Regions from separate parts of the Mus musculus genome. Here all the other regions are linked to region 1. Evidence: chromatin contacts called from public ChIA-PET and promoter capture Hi-C data. All regions are on one chromosome and are shown on one strand. The core of a region is the stretch at or near the end of the contact, and the rest is flanking DNA. Distances in the headings are between cores, read along the strand shown. Region 1 holds the start of Tctn3 (tectonic family member 3). Region 2 overlaps Cc2d2b (coiled-coil and C2 domain containing 2B). Region 3 overlaps Sorbs1 (sorbin and SH3 domain containing 1).

What was found. Promoter capture Hi-C pulls out the DNA fragments that hold promoters and counts their contacts. ChIA-PET counts read pairs in DNA pulled down with a chosen protein or histone mark.
Region 2: a contact with region 1 is called in an RNA polymerase II ChIA-PET map of memory CD8 T cells, with 14 read pairs. The contact joins the enhancer-like site here to the promoter of Tctn3 in region 1. A contact is called at or near these places in 3 of 39 promoter capture datasets (the HPC-7 cell line, HPC-7-derived erythroid cells and second pharyngeal arch cranial neural crest), 3 of 115 datasets of contacts at active chromatin or transcription factors (the 230-238 cell line, embryonic hindbrain and memory CD8 T cells) and 4 of 9 other capture datasets (adipose tissue, liver, macrophages and 1 more).
Region 3: a promoter capture Hi-C map of the HPC-7 cell line shows a contact between it and region 1, with 4 times the contacts expected there. The contact joins the enhancer-like site here to the promoter of Tctn3 in region 1. A contact is called at or near these places in 7 of 39 promoter capture datasets (the C10 cell line, the HPC-7 cell line, HPC-7-derived erythroid cells and 4 more), 1 of 484 Hi-C or Micro-C datasets (pre-B cells), 2 of 115 datasets of contacts at active chromatin or transcription factors (bone marrow-derived macrophages and stem cell-derived neural progenitor cells) and 2 of 9 other capture datasets (adipose tissue and liver).

Annotation. Positions count from the first base shown.
Region 1 is chr19:40,610,806-40,613,505 of GRCm38.p6, reverse strand. It overlaps Tctn3 (tectonic family member 3), which reads left to right and starts at 1,275. Exons shown (of 14, transcript NM_026260.3): 1 at 1,275-1,581; 2 at 1,732-1,855; 3 at 2,094-2,212. The coding sequence starts at 1,362. It also overlaps a transcript of Entpd1 not described here.
Region 2 is chr19:40,760,956-40,763,800 of GRCm38.p6, reverse strand. The region is part of intron 6 of Cc2d2b (coiled-coil and C2 domain containing 2B); the gene reads right to left. Among named protein-coding and RNA genes, the nearest start is that of Cc2d2b, 14 kb to the right of the region's middle. Within about 2 kb of position 1,565, at least 39 of the 459 cell types and tissues checked have an H3K27ac peak or open chromatin away from gene starts, as enhancers often do. A contact at or near this core is called in memory CD8 T cells, where this site is marked.
Region 3 is chr19:40,394,568-40,397,267 of GRCm38.p6, reverse strand. All of the region lies in intron 4 of Sorbs1 (sorbin and SH3 domain containing 1), which reads left to right. Among named protein-coding and RNA genes, the nearest start is that of A930028N01Rik, 99 kb to the right of the region's middle. Within about 2 kb of position 1,292, at least 51 of the 459 cell types and tissues checked have an H3K27ac peak or open chromatin away from gene starts, as enhancers often do. A contact at or near this core is called in the HPC-7 cell line, adipose tissue and liver, where this site is marked.

The DNA of each region.
Region 1 (2,700 bases), core at 26-2,525:
TTGTGCTATTAGGCATGCAGAAGGGCCACGCCACTCCTGAGAAGAGCAAGCACATACTAGAGAGTGTTTCAGAACTTAATGATAAAACCGTAAAAGAGCAATCAGCTAGCTTGCTTCTTGGTTCCTTGGCTATTTCCATCTCTGTATCTTTACTTTCTCCTCAGAAAATGTTTCTAAATTGTAACTTTCTCTAAGTCCTCATACTCTTCTCCATCCTGTTTTCTTGTCCTGAACCTCTTCCCTTACTACCCTTTCCAGCAACAAATATACAGATCACATTTATTGATATAATGCACTAACTAACACTTTTTAAAAAATAAAATAAAATTTAACTTGATAGAGTGTTTGGCAGGAGTGCATGAAGGTGGCCTATATGACTAAAATTCCAGACCCAGGAGGTTCAGAAATTCAGCCATCTTTGACCACATCTTGAGTTTGAGGGTCAGCCTGGGCTACATGAAACTGTGACTAGGCGACAGGGAGCGGGGAATAAAGAAACTCGTGGAGTTGAAATAAGCATTGTTTTATTATGCTTTTTAAAAAATACCATAGTAATTAAAGTGGAGACATTTTTAAATTTTATTTTAGATTTTATGCAGAGGAGTGTTTTGCCTGCTTGAGTCTTTGCACCTGCGGGTGTCAGATGGCGCCCACTGAGGCCAGAAGATGGCACAGGCAATGGATCTCCTGGAACTGGAGCAGCGGATGGTTGTGAGACACCTTGTGGGTTCTGGGAAGCGAACCCCAGTTCTTTGAAAAAAACAAAAACAAAAACAAATATTCTTAGAAGCTGAGCCATCTCTCATGCCATCATTGGGACTTTGTTCATTTGTCTTTGTTTTAGGGATCAGAGTCTCACTCAGTAGCCAGTTTGGCCTAAACTTTGTGATCAGGTACTCAGTTTCCCGGCACACGTAAGGGATGTGACTTTCTATGTTTTTCTCCTTGAGTTCATGGTGTTTCCAGAGAAAGGGCCTCTTACCTTGGTAAGATCTCAGTTTGTGCCTCTTGGTCTTCCTCTCAGTGATGACTTCATCCAATTCTTCCAGGTCCGTAAAGCGCGCCAACCCTCTGCCAGCTGCCATCTAGCGGCGGGATCAGGCAAAGACGCCTTCGCCCCCGAGGCTCCCAGCGGTTGCCAGGTAACGGGAACCACGCGCCGCTAAGGAGGAGAGCAGCATGAAGGACGCTCAGGGTCGTAACAACACGGCCTTCCATTGGCTGAAGAGCACCCGGCTCCCGCCTGAGCCAATGCGCAGACGGAAGCTGATGACGAAGTACGCGACTCTTCTTCCCAGGGCTCCTGGGACGTATCTGGAGACCCAGGCTCCTGTCGCACCGCTCTGCGGCCAGGCTGCCTTATGTGCACCCTGCAGCTGCACCTGCTGCTGCTGGTGGTCCTGATGCTTTCTGAGACCGCCCGACCGCAGCCCTCCTCCACAGCCCGGGCTTTCCCCACCTCCTGGGGCCTGGAGCCAGTGACGCCCGAAGTGCCAACCTCAGCTCCTCCGGATTCGTCTGAGAGTCCGACTCCCTGGACTCTATCGATGCCCGTGAACGCGACCACCGACCCCTTTCCAGGTGATGCGGCGGGATACGGGATGGAAATACTGACTTCTCAGATCTAAAATTGTGTAGACAAAATTGCCCTGCCACGTAGCTGGCACTGGGGCTGTCCGCGCGGGAAAACTTTGGGGGAGCTTCATCTCGCTTTTCTTCTTGTACTTACAGCTTTACCGATCTGTGTCTGTGACTTGACTCCGGGTACCTGCGATTTAAACTGCTGCTGTGACAAGGACTGCGATCTTCTCCATCCCAGAACAGTCTTTTCCTTCTGTCTTCCTGGTAGTGTAAGGTGAGCTGCGGTGCTCCTCCGGTGGAGGAGTAAGAGTGAGTTTCCTACCCGCTGTCTCCCGGTCGGATGTCCCCTTGGGCTTTCCTGGGAATGCTGAGCCATCCAGTAAAACAAAACCTGAGTGTTGCACCTCTGCCCAGAGACCCCTCTTATTGGCATCAGACATTGGTGGGGTAAGGCCCCCTTCCCTAGATGTACTCCATGTCTCTCTCTTAAGTATCTTCACCTTTCCTCACAGATCTTCAAGTTGGGTATGTGTGGACAACTCTCTTATGTTCAGGAGCAACTCCCCGTTCCCTTCCAGAGTTTTCACGGACTCCAGTGGAACGACACAGTTTTGTGTCCGTGTGAACAACTGTGAGTAGAAACGAGTTTGACAGCTCTTATCATTGAATGTTTATTGAGATGTGACTTTGTCTTTGGGATTCCCAGCTCTCTTATTTCTTTTAGATTCCCTGTCGCTCACCCCTCTTACCACTACCCTCTTACTTTTAGTTAATAAGAACATTAGTAATTTCATGAGACTCTACCACCTTTAAACTACTGCTCAGCACCTTTAGCCTGGCAATCTGCATTGATTTCTTTCTTTGTGTCCTTCTTTCTCTTTCTTTGTCCGAAAACTTTTCTCTCATGATTTTATTCTGCCCTTTTGTTTTGGACGAATTCATGTCCTTTGTCCTCAAGCTGTGCCTTAAATTTTTCCTAACTTTTATCTGCTTTCCCCCTTGACTCAAGTGGCCCTCTTTTCTCCATTCATTGCGAACATCTTAGCTCTTCTAAGAATCTTCTGTCATCTGCCCAAGTGAGCCCATCCTCAGAAGTTAGTTCTAAGACACTCGTTGTCC
Region 2 (2,845 bases), core at 316-2,815, 150 kb before region 1:
ATGAGGGGTCCTTTGCTCCAGCTGGTGCTCCCATGCAATGTTCCTCTACACCACCGATGTAGGCCAGGGTTCTCAGTCCTCCTGATGGCTGAAGAAAATGGGTCCTCAATTTGACTCCTGATGTTTTGACCTACAGACATCTTTGTGAACCTTACCAACTCATCTTTGTTTTCAGTTTGGGCTAAGCCCTGATCTTGACCCAATAAGCACCTGTCTGCCCAACTCTTTCTCATTTAGTCCAACCCAGCTGCTACCCCAAACCGTCACCTTCCTGGTCTTCAGTAAGCAGCTCGCAGCAGAGCATTCCTTGTGCTGGTGGCTGCTGTGGGATGGAGTCTAAGCTGAGGAGATTGAAATGTAGGTGGACATCAATGAGCATTGAGTAACAAGGGGGGGGGGATGCTGTCCTATCTCGAAGGAGCATCCCTCCCTCGCTACAAAGAGACCACCAGAACCTTCTGAGAGCATCCTCAGACTTCGCCCTAGGTTCACGGATGAGGTTGGACCATCTTTCTCTCGGCAGGAAGGAGCCACACTCAAATTCAGCTTCTTGTAAAAGATATTGGTGGGACAGGGGCAGTAGCTTCCCAGGGCCTTCTGGCAGGAAGATAGCTTTCCCAGATAACTCCAAGTTGCGGTCATCTAACCTGCACTCCAGCATGCCCAGCCCGGTCTGGGGCCTCACCCTTTGCTTCACTTCTTTCATACTTGCTCTGTGAGAAGGAAAAGTGTCCCCGCATAGCATCTGGTGCCTGCACTCCGCTATGTGGGAAGAACAGGGAAGAAGGTCCCCTTTTCTCAGAAAATCCTACCCCTTAACCGGTATCTCGAATTTCTGGAAGGTCAGCTGGCTTTCTTTGTATTTAAGATCTTGGGAAGGATGGAAAAAAAAAACGTATTTTGATATTCAGATATTGAATACCTAATACATGCCAGGAGGAGAATAAACAGACCAAAATATCTATATTGGGCAACACTAAGAATTATGAGGAAGAATGAAGCAGGGTAAAGGCACAGAGAGCTCGGAACTCGGTGGGTCGGGGCTATTATTTTAGTTAGGACCTTCTAGGCCCAGCATCTTTAATCATGTGTCATTCACATAGAGTCCCGAGGGTAGTGAGGGATGCAGTATGGATATGAGAGGAGCTTTCAAGGCAGGTAAATAACTGTAAAGCCCTGGGCCCTGTAAGTAAGGAGCAGGGGGCGGGGCGGGGGGTGGGGGTGGGGTTAGGTGGCAGAGGAGGAAAACAGAAGAAATGAGAGAGCGCACGCAAAAGAGTGCGCACAGCTAAGTGGGCGGGTCATGCAGGACCCGGGAAAAGCTGAAAAGACTTTGCTTTCCTCATAAGCGAACCAGGAAACCCTTAGACGGGGTTAAGCGAGAGAAAAGTCTTTGCTTTTTACAGGATTGCTCCGAGTGCCCAGTGAATTTGGGGATGGGGGTAGGGTTGGGGGGAAGGCCTGGCAACGATGCAGGCGAGAGTCTGTGTCTGTGTTGGCTTACACCAGGGCGGCACCGTGAAAGTACAGAAACGTGAGTCTGATGGCAGGCAGTCTTAAAGCGGAACCTACAGACATGTGCAGAACTAGGCATGAGGTATGAGAATGACACAGAAGCTAACCTGGCACCAACAGGATCAGGCTGGAGAACCAGGAAAATGGAACCAGCACTGCTAGTTCTTTCTGCCAGTGAGCGTTCTGTTTCTAGAAAGCGTGGGCGCATGCGCAGAGAGAGCATTGTGGGAAATGGTAACAGTCATTTTTCCCAGGACAGAAGATTTCATGCGGTGTTTATTTTTTCCCTTCTTGTTTCTGTATTAAGGTTCTGGGTGGTGGTGGTGTTGTATTTGCTCAGGTTTTTTAAAGGTAAAGTTTTATAGGTGTTCTGAGGGCTTTGCTGATTTTGTTTTCCAAGACAGGGTCTCACTAGGCAGCTCAGGCTGGCCTCATCTCTCAAACGACGAGATTACAGTCCGTGCCTTATAATGAACAGCTGTCGGTAGACGATTTATATCCTGGGGGGAGGGGGCGGGGGGGGGGTGAACCCAAGGCCAACAAAATCAGTTAAAGAGCCACGGAGAAATAGAACGGAGAGAACTGGAGAGGGCAGAGAGGACCTGGTCCCGGAGAGCTGGGCGATACACAGAGAGATGGGAGAGTTGGAAGCAGTAGGCTCCGGGTGGCAGGGCCCTGAGAAAACGTAAAGGTGAAGGAGAAAGTCATGGTACAGGGCAGACAGTAAGGATAGCGAGATGGATGAATCAGGAAGGGGTGAGAATGGGAACTGGGAGCGGGGGGTGGAGGAAGAGGGGCAAGCACACAGCAGCAACTGGTTGAGGAGTGTGCACTAGTTTGAGAAGGAACAGGAAGATGTGAGAGAACAGAGGGGTCGGTAGCTGACTGTGCAGGAACGAAAACTGGAGAGACAGACGTGAGGAGTAATATGGAGACCACAGTGTGAGGAGACACTTTTTTAGACAAGGACAACAACAACAAGACACAGCGAACACAGGTGGGGGTTCTGATACCCACACTTCCCTGCTCTGTGGATGCTCAACTCCCCAGCCTTACTTTCCTTATCTATAGAATACAAACAATAAAGACTGTCCCACAGATTTGGGTGTGTGTGTGTGCGCGTGGGTGTGTGTGTGTGCGCGTGCGTGCGTGCGTCGCATTGCGCTCCTGAGAGTCAGGACAAAGCACAGGCTTGGCGCTGTCCTTAGGTGCCCTCCATCCTCTTCTGAGAGACCGTCTGAGACAGTCTCTAATTGGCCTGGAATTTGCCAAGTAGACGAGGCCAGATCACCAGGGTCCTGCCTCTCTGGGGTACCAGTATTACACATGC
Region 3 (2,700 bases), core at 43-2,542, 220 kb after region 1:
ATTCAGTTCTTGTGAGCTATACTCTTAGGGTCTTGGGGCTGTCTTGGCTGTCTTGCACGTAGGGAATATTGAGGGGGGGCGTGCTGTGGGAGGGCTGCAAGGGAATATTTAAACTGGGAGCATGGGAGGGGCTTCTGAAATCCTGGGATCACCAGTTTCACTCTTTAAATCTGTATATAGAAGAAACTTTTATTAAAAGAGTTTGTGTGTGATGTTGGGGGGGGGAGGATGTGTGTGTGAGATACATCACAGCAGTAGTGATGGCTTCCCTCTGCCTTAGCTAGACTCACGTTTGGTAGGAAACAAGGAGACAGGTGTAACCTAAAGGTCATCAGAATGGCCTGCAATGGACACCGAGCCAGGATAACTGGGCTCCTGCCTCAGCCTCTGCACTTGAGAACAAAGGTAGAACAAGTGACTGAGTGATTGGCTGAAAACAGCACCCCAAATCTGCTTCCCACCCCAGCGCAGTCTCCCAAGTGATTGTAAGGTACAGTGAACAGGATTCCTGTGAGAAGTTCATTCAATCTAGATCTATGCAGAATTGTCGCTCCTGTCTCAGTTATTGTAAACATAGACTGTGTGCGTGCTGTGTGCCTTCCGAAGCAGCAGCAGGATGGACAGAATGGGCGCTGTCCACTTTCCTTCCATTCCTTCCTGCCCACTTGGCAATCCCAGTCACGTGGTGCTGAGTCAATAGTCTCTTATTTCCAAGCAGACCTACCCCGTGTCATTCTGTTTTCTGTGACTCTGAGACCCCTGGGCACAGTCCATTGGGGTTACTCTGGCACCATGCTGCATCTGCAAGGGAGGTTTGGTGATGTGCCTGTCATTGAGATGGGTGGTCTAGGCAGGCAAGAAATGGGGTCTCGGCATCCAGCGCTGTGTACTGGGGTGCTGTCCAGAGCCTTCCTCATCCACTTGGCACCTCTTTTCTAGCAAAGAGTGGGATTAAGCAGCACCATCTGTTTCCCAGCAGATGGGGGTCAGAGCAGGTACAGGACCCTAAAAGGTATGCTTTGAAAGAAGCAGCTTTGAGGCCTGAAGGACCAGGCAGTCTACAAGGGCATTCCCCCTTTTAGCTGCACTCAACCTACAGCCATGGCCCCGTCCTCAAATTCCCGGTTGTACAGCAGATGACCCACTGTTCCTAAGGGACACCTCGTACTCTGATTGTATCCCCCTTCCTCTACTTGCCAGGCCATCTGTGTCTCTGTACATCTCTGTCCAGCCCTGGCAAGCTCCCTGTGCCAGGGGCTGCCAATACCCATGGATCAACTCCATCTGAGTGATGGCCTCAGAAAGCTTCAGCCATCTTGGCCCAGAACCCCAGAGAGAGAAAGCAGGCTATTTTTAAGGACTGCATCCACGGCTCTCTTCATTGTTCTTGTGGCGTAGGCAGTTTCCTCCTATTGTCCCCACACAGTTCCTCGACTTGCCTGAGCGGCTCCCAAATGTTGTTTCTGGATGCACCGTTTACCCTCTTGTGTTTCCAACAGCCGACCCTTTCCGTGCTCGCTCTATATCTGCTGTTAAAATAATTCCCGTGAAGACAGTGAAAAGCCCTTCAGGCCTAGTACTCCCTCCAGGTATCTCTCTTTGGGGCTGTTTCTTTTAATTGTCCGATCATGCATGGTTTCTTTCCTTCTTTGCTCCTAACACCATACTGTGAGCCCTAATCCTCGCATGTGTAGAAGGCATTTCCTCTCCCTAAGTTGTTTCCTCTGTGTGTGCGTGTGTGCGCGCGCGCGCGAGTGTGCGTGTGCGTGTGCGTGTGTGTGGTCTGTCTGCAAGTGTGTAAGCCAGGGAGGAGTAAGGGAAGAGCCTGAGGCTGCAGCCTTGTCTTCCTTGCTTTAGAAGGCTTACTGTAGAGGCTGAACCTTCTTTGTAGTGGGGCTCTCTCCTGAGAAGTTTGCAACTCCCAATACTTCTGTGAAAACTGTGTTTCCGGGAGAGTTAGCCTGGCCTCAAACCTCTGAGTCAGGCTGAATGTGAAGCAGCTCCTGTAGATGTTGGATGGTGACTCCCCGTGTGATACTCAGGGCCATTTCCCAGAGCACTCCAGCCCCTCTCTGGCTTCGCCTGCAGTTCCTTCCTGCCTCTCCTCTCCAAGAGGTGGGGGGGGGGGTGTACATTTCTGATTCAAAGTTCTGTGTAGTCAGAGTGGGATGGGTGGAGCTCAGAAGTTGGACAGATCTGGCTATGCGTCCAGGATCGTACAGCTGGGCTGTAGATTTGCCAGTTTGCCTGATGTTCCTATGACCAAGGTTTGGCTTTCCTAATAGTTTTATAACACCAGTCACTTACTCTCTTGATGGGGCTAGGCGCTCCCTGGGGTTGCCATGTGGTCTGGGATGTGCTGTGAGTTTTGTGGTTTCCTCCCCATGGAAGAGGGGGTGTTGGGGGCAGGAATAAAGAGCAGGGGGAAAGGAAACTTGCTTTCTCATTACTTCCCCCCACCCCACCCCCAAACAGACATGGGCAGGGTGTTGAGTCCCACCCAAAGACACGCTGTAAGCTCCAGCCTCGCCCTCTCATCCTCATTGTGGTAATTTTAGATCAGGAAGCTGGACTCTGAGCAGTTTGGCAGGTGTGGGGATGTAGGAAGTAAGTGTGGAGTTGACTTGACTTAGCTGCATAGAAACACTTGGCTCTGTGCTCTGAGAAGTAGCGTGGTCTGTTCTCCTTCCCTGCCTCGTT